Linked DNA regions of Arachis hypogaea: region 2 is linked to region 1. Evidence: chromatin contacts called from public Hi-C data. All regions are on one chromosome and are shown on one strand. The core of a region is the stretch at or near the end of the contact, and the rest is flanking DNA. Distances in the headings are between cores, read along the strand shown. Region 1 holds the start of LOC112738174 (LEAF RUST 10 DISEASE-RESISTANCE LOCUS RECEPTOR-LIKE PROTEIN KINASE-like 2.4). Region 2 overlaps LOC112738176 (pectinesterase).

Evidence for each region. A called contact is a pair of places that touch in the nucleus more often than the background predicts.
Region 2: a contact with region 1 is called in a Hi-C map of leaf, with 4 times the contacts expected there. The contact joins the enhancer-like site here to the promoter of LOC112738174 in region 1. A contact is called at or near these places in 4 of 8 Hi-C or Micro-C datasets (all in leaf).

Annotation. Positions count from the first base shown.
Region 1 is chr13:39,804,242-39,811,970 of arahy.Tifrunner.gnm2.J5K5, forward strand. LOC112738174 (LEAF RUST 10 DISEASE-RESISTANCE LOCUS RECEPTOR-LIKE PROTEIN KINASE-like 2.4) reads left to right here and starts at 4,280. Exons shown (of 3, transcript XM_025788504.3): 1 at 4,280-5,151; 2 at 6,366-6,401; 3 at 6,488-7,729. The coding sequence starts at 4,422. The coding sequence ends at 7,617.
Region 2 is chr13:39,914,334-39,922,062 of arahy.Tifrunner.gnm2.J5K5, forward strand. LOC112738176 (pectinesterase) reads right to left here. Exons shown (of 2, transcript XM_029291578.2): 1 at 6,270-7,729; 2 at 4,154-5,419. The coding sequence starts at 6,666. The coding sequence ends at 4,728. Among protein-coding and RNA genes, the nearest start is that of LOC112738176, 5.4 kb to the right of the region's middle. Within about 2 kb of position 2,853, at least 1 of the 3 cell types and tissues checked has open chromatin away from gene starts, as enhancers often do.

The sequences.
Region 1 (7,729 bases), core at 3,030-5,529:
GGTATCAAAGTAGTCTTTCCTATAGAGCCTGAGGAATGAACTGACTATGCTTCACTGCATACTCTGAGAGTCTGTCATGATTTATGACTTGTTCTGATAACAAGAGTTCGAGTTTTATATGCATGACTGTCTGATGATTAACGCTGTTAGTCTACCATTGCATACTTCATGGTATTAGGTCTGGCCAACTTAATACTAATGATTTATGTACATGGGAACACTAATGGGTTGTCATTGACGAAATAGAAGTAATATGTAATGAGAATTACGGGATTTGGGAGCGTTAGAAGTTATGGAGTTAGTTTCGGGTTGATGTATAATCTTTATTTGTGCCACGCGAACTTGTGCCATCTCTTTCTTCATTGTTTTCTTTGGAATTCTTTGTTTCGAATGTTTTCCAACCATACTTATTTTTTCTTGTATACCTTTGCTTGCCTGTGAATCTGATTGCTTACTTGACCCTTTTAAATATTCATCCTTGACAATGCCTATACTTCTATTCATAGATTCTATTTTCTTTAATTTAAGTTTAAACTTATTTTATTATAACAATTTTCGAGAACGAAAATTTTTATAAATGGGGTAGGATGTAAGATCTCGGATTTATAAAAATTAAATAAAAATTTATTTATAATTTATTATATTTAATTAAAATTATATTTTTAAAAAATTTTATATATCAATTAAGAAATTTCTTATATATGATTTAAAGTTTTAGTAATTGAATAATAATAAGAATTTTATATGCTTTAATTTGAATAATAGATTTTTAGCTCTATTTTATAATTAAAAAAAAACTAATATGATTATCTCAAAATATTGAATTAGAGTATTGAGTTGAAAATAATTTGTAAATTGATAATTAAATGATAATTGTATAAATATTACTATTGGATTCAAAATTAGTTTTTAATTACTATATTACCCTTTAATTTTATTAAAATTACTAAATTGCCCAAAATCTCCAACTTCATACACAAAACCCTAATCCCCAAATTGAACCCATTAATCCCTAGCCACCGCCTCACCACCGTCACACCCCATCTTTTCCATATACACACACGCGTAACACCATCCACACACACATATAACACCACTCACACACACACAAAGACGCTGAAGAAAGAAAGAGAAAAGAGAGAACGGGAAAGAGCAGAGGGAAGAAAGGGAGAACGAGAAGGAAGGAGAGAGGAGAAGGGAGGAAGAGCGTTGCCGCCGCGCCACCACGCCTCGCCGTCAAATCCGTCCCGCTGCTGCCACCAATACTGACGATGAGAGAGAGAGAGAGAGAGATATTGGGTAGAGAGAGAGAGAGCTTGTGAGGGAGCTGCCACTGGAGCCATTGTCGCGCCTTCGTCGCCGTTATTCGAATTTTAGATTTGAATAACAAATTGATAATCATTATGTTTTGAAAATAGTTTTTAATTAACTATAATAGCTTCTTACAATAATTCTTAAAAATCCTCTACTAAGAACCCTTTCGAGAACAATGTTCTCACTCTCCTATAGACTTTCTTTTCAGGAAACGGACGAAGAAGCTTATGAAAAATTTTTAAGTTTAGCTTATGCGATATGGATGTATTAGTTCAGTTATTATTTATTCTTCCCTCGCCATTAATTTTATAATTATGTAGGAGGGATAGGAGTTATATGATTTGTATGTATATAACATGTATAAGTCACTTGGGTAAGGAGTTTTGTTTATGTATATGCTTGTTTATTTTATTGTAAAAATATTTTTTCCGATTTTTCAATAAAAAAAAAAACAGTGACACAGTTTCAAGTCAAGAGCTCATATTTTATTATTAAGTACATGAAGTCGTCGTAATACCTCTTATTATCAGAGTAACGCAGTAGAAAGCGTGACATTCTAATAGTGAGGGTATTACATATTGTATGCTTACATAAGTTTTTTAAAAATAAAATGACATTATCAAAATATAAATAGCAATCTTTATTTTATATATATATGTCACAAACAGATTAATAAATAAATTATGTTAGTCATATATTCTACAAATAATTTAAATATTAAAACAATTTTAAATTTTGAAATAGTACTAAATTGTTTATTTATATTATTTTTATTATTTTTTAATGAATATAAATCTTTTAAAATAAAAAAAATTAATAAAATAATAGAGAGAGAATTTAATCATCATTAGATTTATTTTTATTATACATAAATTCTACTATTTTAATTTAAGAAGAGGAATGTTTAAAAATAATCAGAATTTATTATTTTTAATCATTAATATTTAAAAGGGTTAAGTACTGAAATCGTCCCTAAGGTCTGGGGTCAAAATCAAAATCGTCTCCGACCTTTTTTCGTTATTAAAATCATCCTCAACATTCAAAAACGTTTTAAAATCATCCTTTTTACCAATTTTATTTTTTTTATTACCAAACTACCCCTCATTAAAAAAATTATAAAATAAAATAAATATAATTATAAAATAAAATAAATAAAAAATAAATAAAAAAGAAAGTAAAGAAAGGATAGAGATACAGAGAACGGGGGGTGGGGTGTGAAGAGAAAGAAAGAAAGGGGGGGGGAGAAAAAGGGGGCAGGGGGGAGGGGGAAGGGAAGGGCACCACCGCACCACCGCCGCACCATCGCACCGCCTTGTCGCCGCCTTGCCGCCCTGCACCACCACTTTCTTCTTCTTCTTCTTCTTCTTCTTCTTCTTCTTCTTCTTCTTCTTCTTCTTCTATTCATGGAACGTGAGAAGCAGATGAATAATCATCTCCTCGCCGCCGCCACCGGTCTTCATTACCGCCGCCGCTCTGCTTCTCGGGGAAAGGGGGAAGGGAACGCGAAGGGAGAAGAGGGGGGAGGGAGGGTTTCGGGAAGAAGAGGGGGAAGGGGAACTCTCCTCGCCACCGCCACTGGTCTTCATTACTCTCTTCGCTGCCGCCGCCGCTCTGCTCCTCAGGGAAAGGGGGAAGGGAACGCGAAGGGAGAAGAGGGGGGAGGGAGGGTTTCGGGAAGAAGAGGGGGAAGGGTTTCGGGAACGCGAAGGGTTTCACGGACGCCGCCGCTCTTCGCTGCCGCCGCCACCGCTGCTCCTCGCCGGTTTCTGGTTTCTGATTTCTTGTGGTTTCTGGTTTCTTGTGGTTTCTGGTTTCTGATTTGTTGTGGTTTCTTGTGGTTTCTGGTTTCTTGTTATTCTGATGATGATGATGATGATGATGATGATGATGATGATGACCATGATGATAATGGTGGTGGTGGTGGTGGGTTCTTGTTCATCCTGTACTTCTTTTTTAAAATTTTTTAATTATGTTGTTGTTAATTTTGGATCTGAAATTATAGTTAATGATTGATGAATTGTTTAATTTAAAATTTTTGTTGATTTGATTTTGATTGTTGCTGTTGGTGTTGCTGGATTGTTGGTGGTTATGGTGTAGCGATGGTGGTGATGATGATAATGCAGAGGGTTGATGATAATACAGAGGTTAGTGGTGAAGGGGGAGAAACTTTTTAATTTTTGTATAAGGGCAAAATTGTCCGAAAAATTTTATTTATGGACAAAAGGACGATTTTATAACATTTTGTAACGTTGGGGATGATTTTAATAACAAAAAAAGGGTGGGGACGATTTTGATTTTCACCCCAGACCTTAGGGACGATTTCAGTACTTAACCCTATTTAAAAATATAAAAACGTTTAGTATAATAGTCTTGGTACACCTGGCTCCGATGAAATTTCACTTTCAAGCTACTCCTTTTACGTCCAAAAAGTCTTGAATCATGGGTTTCATTTCAGCACTATGCCATCGATCTTGTTTAACCAAACATGAATCTATCGCTCTCTTATCTTCTCCTCCTAGAATTTTCAAATGAACACGCTTATCACTAATCACTTTAGTCTACACAATATATAATATTATATATGCTTTAGATTTTTTTTTCCACAGTATCTCCCCAATCTAACATGTGAAAAATTAATTTGTCATTAAAAATTTTATTTAAGAATTTATCATTAGTCGTAATTAGTTATTTTATACATAAAATAGAATTTAAATTCTTAATACTTATTTAAATAGACTAATAAACTAACTACTAATCCAATTCAATTTATTTATATACGTTAGTTATTTAAATGAATAAAATTTAAACGGTATGGACTAAAGAAATTTTAAGTAAATAAAACTTTTAACGATTTTTCTATAAAATATTATGTAGTAGCCCGCCGCTTCCAAGAAAAGTCTAGCCAAAGTCCAAGTCCAAATTTTTCGCGTGATTAATTTGTTGTTTTCCTCTATTCCCTGAAAGTGAAACAACTAAGAAACTCTCTTTATTAGCTTCTCCGAGTCATTATTATTTATTAATAAGAGCTCCTCAACAGTAATAATAACTAATAAGAGCTCCTCCATCTCCATAAGACCATAACCTTGTTTCATTCTCTGCATAGAATCATGAGTAACACCATTCTTGTTTTCTTTTTCTTCTTCTTTATAACTCTGCAGCAATCCTACTCTGAAAACAATGACACCTCATACTCCATTTGCAGCAAACCATTCAGCTGCGGAACACGCATCACCAACGCATCGTACCCTTTCTGGGGAGGGAACAGACCCCAGTTTTGTGGAACCAATGGTTTCAAACTCACCTGCACCAACAACACTACTTCACTTCAAATTGGTTTGCAAAAGTTCCATGTACTTGCCATAAACCAAACTCAGAGTACCATGAGACTCGTCAGAACAGACTTTGTCTATGATCGCTGTTCTTCCAACCTCACCAACACTTCTCTCAATGGAAGTCCCTTTCATTTTCTCCCAAACACTCTTCACAATATCACTATATTCTACGATTGTCCATCTGGGAGTCATTACACCAACAATTTTACGTGCCAGAATGATAGCAGCAAACGTGGTTTCTATGCTGTCAATGGAACTCAGGCTCAGCAGTTTCGGAACTGTGGGGTTAGTGTTCAAGTGCAAGTTTCAGGTTCTGTAGGGAATAATCTCAAGGGAGCATTGGATGAAGGGTTTGATGTTCAGTATGATGCAGACTTGTCTTCAAAGTGCAAAACATGCACGGAATCTGGAGGAGTATGTGGCACCAATAACGAAACTGATTCCTCTCAGTTTTCATGTTATTGCCCCACTGGAACTCATGCTTCTGCTTGTTCTTCTCATAAAAGTATGTTCTCTTTTAATTTTCTCTTGCAAATTTACCATTTAAGTTTATCTAAGTTTGGATGAATTAGCAATGAGTTCACTTATCGGCTTAAATAAGTATTAGAAATTTAAATAATTCTGTCTTATATATGGATTATAAAACAATTTATTAACCATCATAAATTCTTAAATAAAATTCAGATTCATGACAAATTAGTACATAACTTATTTGATTGAAAATATTGTAAAAATTAAAAAAAATAAACATTTATCTAAACTCTACAACACAAATGTATAATTATCTTGATTTTTTATAATAATTAGTCTTAAGGGACTTCTCAATTAGCCTTTGGATTAAGTTCAAATGTGTGAAGAGGAATGCAATGGGATCGGAGTTATGCCAATCGTAGTCCAAAAACAACAGAAAGAGAGTCAAAATTCATCTAACAATAATAATAAATAAAATCCAATTACCAAATGGTCTTTTTATTCCCTATATTATAATCTTATACCAAAAGCTAAAAGCAGAAGAGCACCATCACTACTAGTATCGAAAAACCAACTATGACTAATTTTCTTGTGTTCACATTGACTTAGGTGTCTAACCTCTCTACTGTACTAAATAAATTAATATAGCATGTGTGTCATGAGAACAGAGATGGATTTGGTTACATATAAATGGGATCTCCAATTCTCCATTGCAATGATTGCTCCTTAAGATACTCTTAAATTATAGCACATACCTTTTTTCTAGCGTATTAAAATTGACTTAAAGACGTTCCCACCTAACAATGCCCCTATTTTCCGTGTTTATAAAAATGCATACTCTCTGCAGCTGTGAAATAATAAATCTGATGGGATAAACATTGCCAATTAGCTTAATTAGTGAAAGAGATATTAAAATAATAAAGATGATTGACATTGTCACATAGGAACAAATTTAACATGTCTAAATTGTCACCTAGTTCCCCACAGTTGTTGACTTGTCACTACCTTTCTCCGTAATTTAATGCATCCTACATGATGCTGTGGTGTGACGGATACTATCAGCAGATATCGTGTAACGCATGCTTTATTTAGCATTGAATATTTCTTTTTAAGGAAAGTAGCTGTAACATTCTCTACTTTTTTTATATCTAAAGTTGTAAAACTCAAAAAGTGAAATATTTTCCCATTTGACAATCACTTCTCCACACTACTCATCTAATTATGATTAATTTTCCCCCCTCTTGGCAGGTAGTTCGAAGCACAAAGTCTTGAAGCTAGTTTTAGGTACAAGTTTTTTCAAATAAATTTGTTACCTAATAATATGAATCAAGTTTGGAATTAGATTTGCTGATGCTGAATTGTACTGACAGGTTTCCTAGGAACTGGAATTGGACTACCTCTGATTGCTGTGATCATATGCCGCAATAAAGCTAAGGTGTGGAAGTTCATAAAGAATCAATTAGGATTGATGAATAAGCATGATCGAAATATAGAAGCCTTTCTAGAAAGCCAAGGTCCACTTGGTATAAAAAGATATAATTTCTCTGACGTGAAGAAAATGACCAACTCCTTCAAAGTCAAACTCGGAGAAGGAGGTTATGGTTCTGTTTACAAGGGAAAATTACCCAATGGTTCCTCTGTGGCTGTAAAGATGCTCAATGACTCCAAAAGGAATAACGGCGAAGAATTCGTCAATGAAGTTGCCAGCATTAGCAAAACATCTCATGTTAATGTTGTCACTCTTGTCGGATTTTGCCTCGAAGGAAGCAGAAAAGCTCTCGTCTATGAATTCATGCCTAATGGTTCTCTCGAAAAATTTGTTCACAAAAAGGCCGATCAAAGCACTCCGGCCCTGAGTTGGGACAAGTTGTACCAGATTGCAATCGGAATAGCTAAAGGATTGGAGTACTTGCACAAAGGATGCAACACTAAGATTGTGCATTTTGATATTAAGCCTCATAATATTCTTTTGGACGAAAATTATCGTCCAAAAATATCAGATTTTGGACTAGCTAAACTCGGCACAAAGGATGAGAGCATTATGTCAATGTCATATGCTAGAGGCACAGTTGGATATGTGGCTCCGGAGATGTGCAACAAGAGTTTCGGAGGTGTATCTCATAAATCTGATGTTTATAGCTACGGAATGATGCTGCTAGAAATGGTTGGAGGGCAGAAGAATGCGAATGTTGAAGCGAGTCGCTCGAGCGAGATATACTTTCCACAATTGGTGATTTACAAGAAGCTTGAGGTTGGGAGTGATTTGGGGCTTGATGGGGTGATGAGCACAGAAGAAAATGAGTTGGCGAAGAAAATGATTATGGTGGGTTTGTGGTGCATTCAGACAATTCCCTCTCAAAGACCAACCATAAGCAGAGTGATTGACATGTTGGAAGGTAGCATGGAGTCTATGGAAATGCCACCAAAACCAACTATGTCATCTCCTCCAAGATCCGCAACAGACTTTTCCACTGCATCATTGTCAGGGGATAGTTGTTGATAAATCCAACGTTTCTGTGCTGCACAAGTTGCATGTTCAATGTTTCCAACAACAAAAGATGTTGCTAATAAAACTAAAAGCTACAGGTTTTCTTGGTGTGCCTTTGATTCTG
Region 2 (7,729 bases), core at 1,603-4,102, 110 kb after region 1:
TAAGTATTAATATTATTGTATTTGTATAAATTGATAAAAAAAATTCAATAAATATTATAAATTTTAATATTTGTCCTTCTAACTTCTTCTTTACATATTTTACATGATATATATTCAAATTTTTATATAAAATAATAATGAAAAATCAAAGAATTGATACATTTTTTAAGAGGAAGGCTAATATTTCAGAAGGAGAACATATAATTTTTACAATATCAACACCTGTAGATAGTTCTTCTACTTTAATGAATCACGAAGAAAGTGAGATATAACCTTCAAAAGTTCAAAAAGTTTCATCTGATGACTTTAACCTTAACTTTTTAGAACGAGATCTTGAAAAATGACTTTAAATTTGGCAATATCACCCAAATCAGAGAATGAGATTAGACGAGCTTATCTTAAATGGGGTCCATATCAAAAATATTTTAACAATTATTTTTTATCTGACCTCCCAAAATTTTGTTTCAAGTTCCGCCACTGTTGCCACCTTTCATTGTTGTTAAGTAAAAACAGCTTGGATGCGGAAATCTTTATGGACCTTCATGGAAGAAAACAAAATAATAATAATAATAATAATAATAATAATAATAATAATAATAATAATAATAATAATAACAAAATTTAAAAAAAAAAGAAAGAAAGAAAGAAGAAGAAGAATGAATATGCCAACGAGCGTGTAGTTTAACCAGTTCTAGATAAGAAAACTCAAAATTGTTCTTTCTAAGTTCTAATACATTCACAAATATTTAACTTAAAAGCCTTTTTGAAAATTTGGGTTAAAATGATTCTTTAATTTTAGCCATCTATTATACTTCTTCTAAATTTATACTATTTAAATCAATGATACAATTCCACCGATATCATTAATTATATATATGAAGATGAAGGTAACAAGACAAAAAGACATGAATGCATCTATTTTGTTCAACAAGTACGATCATTTGGCCCCTATATATATAAGACATGTCCCATAGTTTTCAAGCATCATATCCAACTTTTTATAAATTTGCGTCTAATTTAAGGATTCTTTTCATATACTCTCCAAAATCACGTACAATTATACTTTTTAGATAGAATTTGTAAAAAAAATACGTCACATCAAAAAATAAAATAAAAATATCGTTGTATATATACAAATAATTAATTTACTGATAAAAATTTTATATAATAAATACAAGTATATATGTTATTTTAAATATTTACACGTCAAAATTTATATAAATAATATGGTCTGTCTTATAATTTAAATAAAATAATCATTAATAAAGCTCACTTTTATTATGATGAAGATGTGTAAGAGTCTCTGATTTCAGTGATTTGCCAAACTATATTTTAGTAATCAAATAAATAATAAGCCGATAATACAATATGAATGATAAACGTCTTTTTAACAAAGTGTATTAGGTACAGTTTGGGTAACTAACTTAATTAAGTTTTTTTTAATAAAATAACTTAAACAATAAATAATTCTATTAAAAATAATTTATAAATAAATTATTTTGTATTTAGATTTTTAATTCTAGAAATATTTATTTTATAGAAATATGATAAAAAATAGAAGTATTATAAAAAAAATTATTTTTTTTACTTCTCTATAAACTCCTAAATAACTTCTTAAAAAATTATAATTTGATTTTAAAAATTACATTAGACATTAATACTACTACTTTTCATAAAAAAAATTACTTTTAAAATTTTTCAAATGGACCCTTAATAAAGCAACATCCACGAAAACGACAAACGTAAAAGTTGAGCTGGATCCCACAATATAATAATAATTAATCAACCAATAGAATACAACGTAAACTGAGGTATTCGGTGATGGTGTTTAACTATTGAGTGCAAATAATATTGTCTATGAATATTATTCACTATCAGTTGTCAACGTTAGTTAGTAAATTATTCTGCACAATTCATACATGTTTTATAATACTTTGAAAAAGTATTGACTACTAATATATACTATCTACTAATTTATTATTAATAATTAATTATTATATTTTAAACATATATATAAAAAATACATTCAAAAGATATATTTATAAAAATATTTTTATTTAACATAATTATAAATAAAAGTTAACAGAAATTAATAAAATTTTTGTTGATAATGTAACAGAATTATAATTTTTTTTAGAATCATATTTTTTTTATGTATACAGTAATAATTTATTGATTAATAACAAATTTTTAAATAAAATTTAAATTTATAATAGATTAATTTTTAATTTTTTGACCAAATTAAAAAATTATAAAAAATAAAAAAAAATTACTAATTTAAAAAAATTATTGTATTTGAATGAAAAAAAAATAAAGCTCGAATAAATTTACATATAAGATATCTTTATCAGAGTGAGAAAATCTACCTAACCTAGCCAAAATTTTTGCAATGGTAGATTGTTTCGATTCAAGGATTATCTGATTATGTTAAAAAAGAAAATGTTCTTGCTTTTTATAGGCCGCGTAATGCAATATTATTGTTTTCTCATCTTAGTCGAATATATAATTGAACTACATCAATTAGTTAATTTAAAAAAGTTTTGTATATATTAACTTAATTTACATGATAATTTAAAGGTGAATATAAACCTTCATTACTTCAAATTTTTTCGTCGTGCCGGGTTGGTTCAATGTTGATTTCTAATATTAAATGGAGATGTTATTTTCTTGTTTATAGAGTAGTTGATTGGAGAGAAGGTAGTGGGCCATTTTGCGAGGTTAAGTTCTAAACATCTTTATCACGTTCCTTCATTATCTTATGCTTTTTAATTTCCATTATCATATGTGTGTATTATAATGAGAATATGCTATACCTTATAACTTGGTGCAAGGCGGCTTAACAGGACAATATAAAAGACTTGACTATATGCATATATGAATGACATGTGAATTTTGAACCATTCAATAATCTATCACTCTATCTCATCCTCGTTCAGCATTTTTGGCTAAAATTCTGCTAAGTAGAGAATGAAAATTATGAACAACAGAAATAACAGAATGCACCTGTAGACCCAATAACACTTTTATTTATTTTCATCTTTATTTATCATCATTAATCTATCTAACTTCCTACTAATTGCTAGGAGGCAGTAACTTTTGTGATTTGTAGTCATCAAATAACTATCAATGATGTTTTTAATGGTATGAGATTTCATCCAACAGTGTATGATTATTCATTTTTATTTTGCTAATTACATACTGGCCAAACCTCCTAGACTTTTCCTAATACAAATATTTAACATTAATTAAAGAGGGCCACAATCTTGATAGCTAGCTAATTGTATTCTGTTAAATCTAATTAATTAAAACTGAACCATGTATACTCATTATTTGATGCCAAAAATAAATGAACACAGTTGTCATATCTTTCATGGGAAGGAAAGAAAATAGGAATATGAATTGAAGGCCAAAAAGTATTTGTCAATTTTAGAAAATTAATTACATTTTATAATTAATTTTAATAGTTATAGTAAGTATTAGAAAATATAAAAATAAGATTGATGATCAGTAAGATTTACTTAATTTGTTATGAGATGCATAGTTAAGAATTATGGCTAGGGACATACATATGTTTGATTAGTGCCACGCTAGGATTCATCATAAAGCATTCTCACATAAGTCTAAAATATTTTTTTAGTCCATTTTTTTAAGTCAACGTCAATTAATTTTTTAATTTTTAATTTTTAATTTTAATTTTAATTATAACTCTAAATCCTAATTAAATTATCTAAGAAAATTAAGAATAATTTTATAATAAAAATGATTGATAGTAATTAATTAAAAATTAATTTCCTATACTTCTTTCTTATTGATTATTACATTACATGTAGGTTCGTGATGTTTACTTGTGTTATCTTGTAATTTCTTTTAAGTGTACTCTTCGCTTCTAATTTTTCCTAATACTCGATTTGACTACTTCAGAAAACAAAAAGGAAAAAAATGGGCAGTGTTACGGCACGTCATTTTAATTAATTAGCTTGTTTGTTTTCTAGAAGGAGAACTACTTTATTTATTCTTTACAGTTTACATCAATATTTTAATTTCTATCTGTCCGTCATTATCCATTTTGTGCATGCTTGTGGGTCCTTATGCAGGAATTTTAACAAACCCTTCCAATTGATGAGAAAACAGGAAACGACTTGACATCTCTACATATGGAACCAATTAATTTATATTATCGTAACAAATCAGCAAGGGCTTGATGCCTTTTTACAACTTTATTGAAACTATATACGTGACACTATAATATATCTATATATCTATCTATCTATATCTATAAATCCTTATACACATGGATTTTACAAATTGCACAAACTATTACATACAGTACCGTGAAGGCAATGGAAATAGTAGTAGACATAAAAACCAAGTACAGCATCTTTTTTGTCCCGTGTCTATACAAGGCAAATTAACACCCAACACAAACTACGTGACAATATACTGGTTCCCTACCCTGTATATTTTACAACCTTGATTGCTTTTTAGTTTCTAATGTACACATCTTATTTCATTCAAACTCATTATTAGAAAATAAATCGCCTTTTTCTTTTTTCGGCGTTATATTTTATAATAACAAAAAAATGAAGGATAGATGAGTACAAGAAATAGTGGTTGAGTAGAAATACGTATGGATACTAAATGAAATTATGATAAGGTGAAAATTCAAGGGTAATAAATTTCATTGATTGTACCTGAGTTTTCACCTTATGATAATATTTTGAAATGATTTACAAACCTGCATCAAAGGGGACACCAGTGCCGGGAATCCATGAACCACCAGCCAAGAAATCACCAACAGAAAACTTGACAGCCTCAGAGGGACTACTAATAACATGAAAGCCAGGCCAGTGAACCCTACCAGCAGTGTTAGCACCAGGACCAGTGTTCATGTACTCACCATAATAGAGTGTGCTGAGAGCAAAGCTTCCACTCCATGGTTTCCAACCGGCCGAGTTAATCAAGCCGTCTAGGCCGCTCTTCATGATCACGGTTCTTGAGTACTTCTGCCATGGACGCCCGAGGAAGGTCTTGAAGGAGCCCTGAACGGATCTCATGTCGCCGGCAGCAGTTATGCGGCTGTTGTGGATCACGATGCCGGTGTTCTCGTTGGGATCGGTTCTACCTTGGGCGGTGACGGTGATGTCCTGGTTGCCCATGGGTCTTCGGACGTAGATGTTGCAGTTTTGGAGGACGCAGGCGGCGTCGCCGAAGATGAAGTCCACGGTGCCGTACACGTCGCAGTCGCGGTAGAATTGGCGCTGGGCGTAGGCGTATAAGGTGTCTTGGTAGCCCTTGAAGCTGCAGCGGTAGAAGACGGAGTGGTCGGAGCCAGACCGGAGAGCTACGGCCTGGTGCTTCTGTGGACCCGCCGTGTTCTCAAAGGTTATGTCCCGCGCTATGAACCCGTCACCGGAAACCCCTGCCACAAACAAATTAAATATCACACCACCATCTTTATAACAATTTTCGTTAATAATTATTTGATTTTCTTTTCTTTTATGTCGTTTATAATTATTTAATTTCCTTAATTAATTTAGTCCATAAGTTTTTTTAGGTATAATTAATTCATTATCTGTTTCTTAATTAATCCATGGAATATGAAAAATACCGTATTTACCAACGTGGCTTAGGCTTTATAAAACACTTGAAAATATTCTGGTAAAAATGTGCATATATCGATCTTTATGTAAACTCAATAGACAAAATTTATTAAATAAAAATTTAATTAAATTATTTAATAATTTTTAATTTTTAATTTTACATAAAAATAATTACATAAAAATTGTTACCAAATTTTTTTATGTGATATTAATAAGGTTCATATTAAAATATTTTTTAAGATTCTTTTAAGTTTGAAAACACAGTAGTGTTAAGAAAATATATTATATTAATTATATGATAATTAAGAAATTAATATTAATGAAAGGCTATAAATGATATTAGTATATAATAAAAATAATTTAGTATGCAGTAGTAGGAGTATAAAAAGTTAGAGGTTGGAAGAAAAGTAGCAATAATAGTGATGAGATGTTGTAAAATGACATGCGAATAGGAAAAGGAAAATGATGATGAATTGATTATTGATGATCCGTATCACTTTGTTGTACAGAAATGAGTACCGCCAGTGACAGTGCATGTCCTTTTCCGGCGTCCAGGGGTACGCTTATCTTTGAATTGGTTCATCATTATTATAATATTTTATTGTAACGTGTGCATGGTAAGATAATAATAATAATAATAATAATAATAATATGAATATGAAGAGTTACCAAATGTAGCTGAACGGAAAGTGGTGGATCCATCTTGTGCGTTACCGTCAGCAGTGACAACGGTAGCGTCAATTCCATCTCCAACTATCATTATGTTCTTCACTGTCTTCTTGATATCAACATTCTCTTTGTAAACTCCTGCTTTCACGTGCACCACAACCCTCCTTCCTCCCCCAATCCTAGCGGCGGCCGCCACTCCCTCCGTTATCGTCTTGTAGTTCCCACTCCCGTCTTGCGCCACCACCACGTCACCCTTTGGTGGTGTCGCCGCCTGAAGAAGCCTCCTATCGGAAACCGATAGCCATTCAGGGAAGCCATGTCCGTGTTTGTTATGATTTGATGATGATGAAAGCAATAACCTCCTCCTTCCTCTGACTTCTTGCTCCGCTTCTAACATGGACACGGCCTTGGTGATGGACTGTTGGGAATAAGACACAATTCCCCCTTGAGAAAACACCTTTGACAGAGAAATAAAATAGACACAATCACAACACAAGAATTTAACGTGGAAACTCCAATTACCGGAGAAAAAACCACGGCCGTTGTCAAATGACAACCAGAGAATATCACTATGTGAAAATTGTTACAACACATAGACTTCTTTCTCTCACCGGCACCCCAGTACACCCACACTCTTTCAAAGCAAATATCTAACTACACCTCACAACACTCTCTAATCAAAGAGTACAGAGGAAAAGAAAAATCAGATACAAGCTTAAAGTGTTTCTGACTGGTGCAAAAACAAATGGAGAACTTAGCCTCATATTTATAGCCTAGGCCACCCACTCCATTTGCTATCCTAAGCAATGTGGGACTAATTCAACCAAATCCTAACAATCTCCACCTTGATTGAAATAGTCACACATCTTCAGCTTCCATTGTCAACACCGACAATTCTTTGCTGCCATTGTCTATACCGACAATCATAGTTCAGAGAACTATCATACTCCACCATGAAAGTATACTCACTTGGAATTAGACCACTCCAAGAATTTCGCCTTGGTACAGATCGAAACCTTGCTGAAAATTCATGGTGCAACTTCCAAATTGGCTTTTCCTGGAAGTTCTTCAGCCATCGACCTAACTCCGCCACACACCTTGCATCTCAACGCCAACCAATGCCCGTGTGCAATTGTGGACCCGATTGCCACAACTTATCCTTATCCATGGCAGTGCGGTAATACCATGAGGATACTTCTTGTCTTCTAGAGAACATCATCTTCTCTCATAGAGAGAGCAACCAGAGATCTTCTCCTTCAACGCCTTGTGCAAACCTGATTGTATCAACACATCCTTGACTTGTACTTGCCACAAGCCAAAATTGATTCTTCCATCAAATTTCTCTATTTCAAGCTTCACAGCACTTGAATATCCTGACATTGTTGCAACCGTATACTGGAATATTATAACTCAACTGTAGACCGTGCACTAGGAAGGGTCCCCAGGAAAGAGAGGTGGGT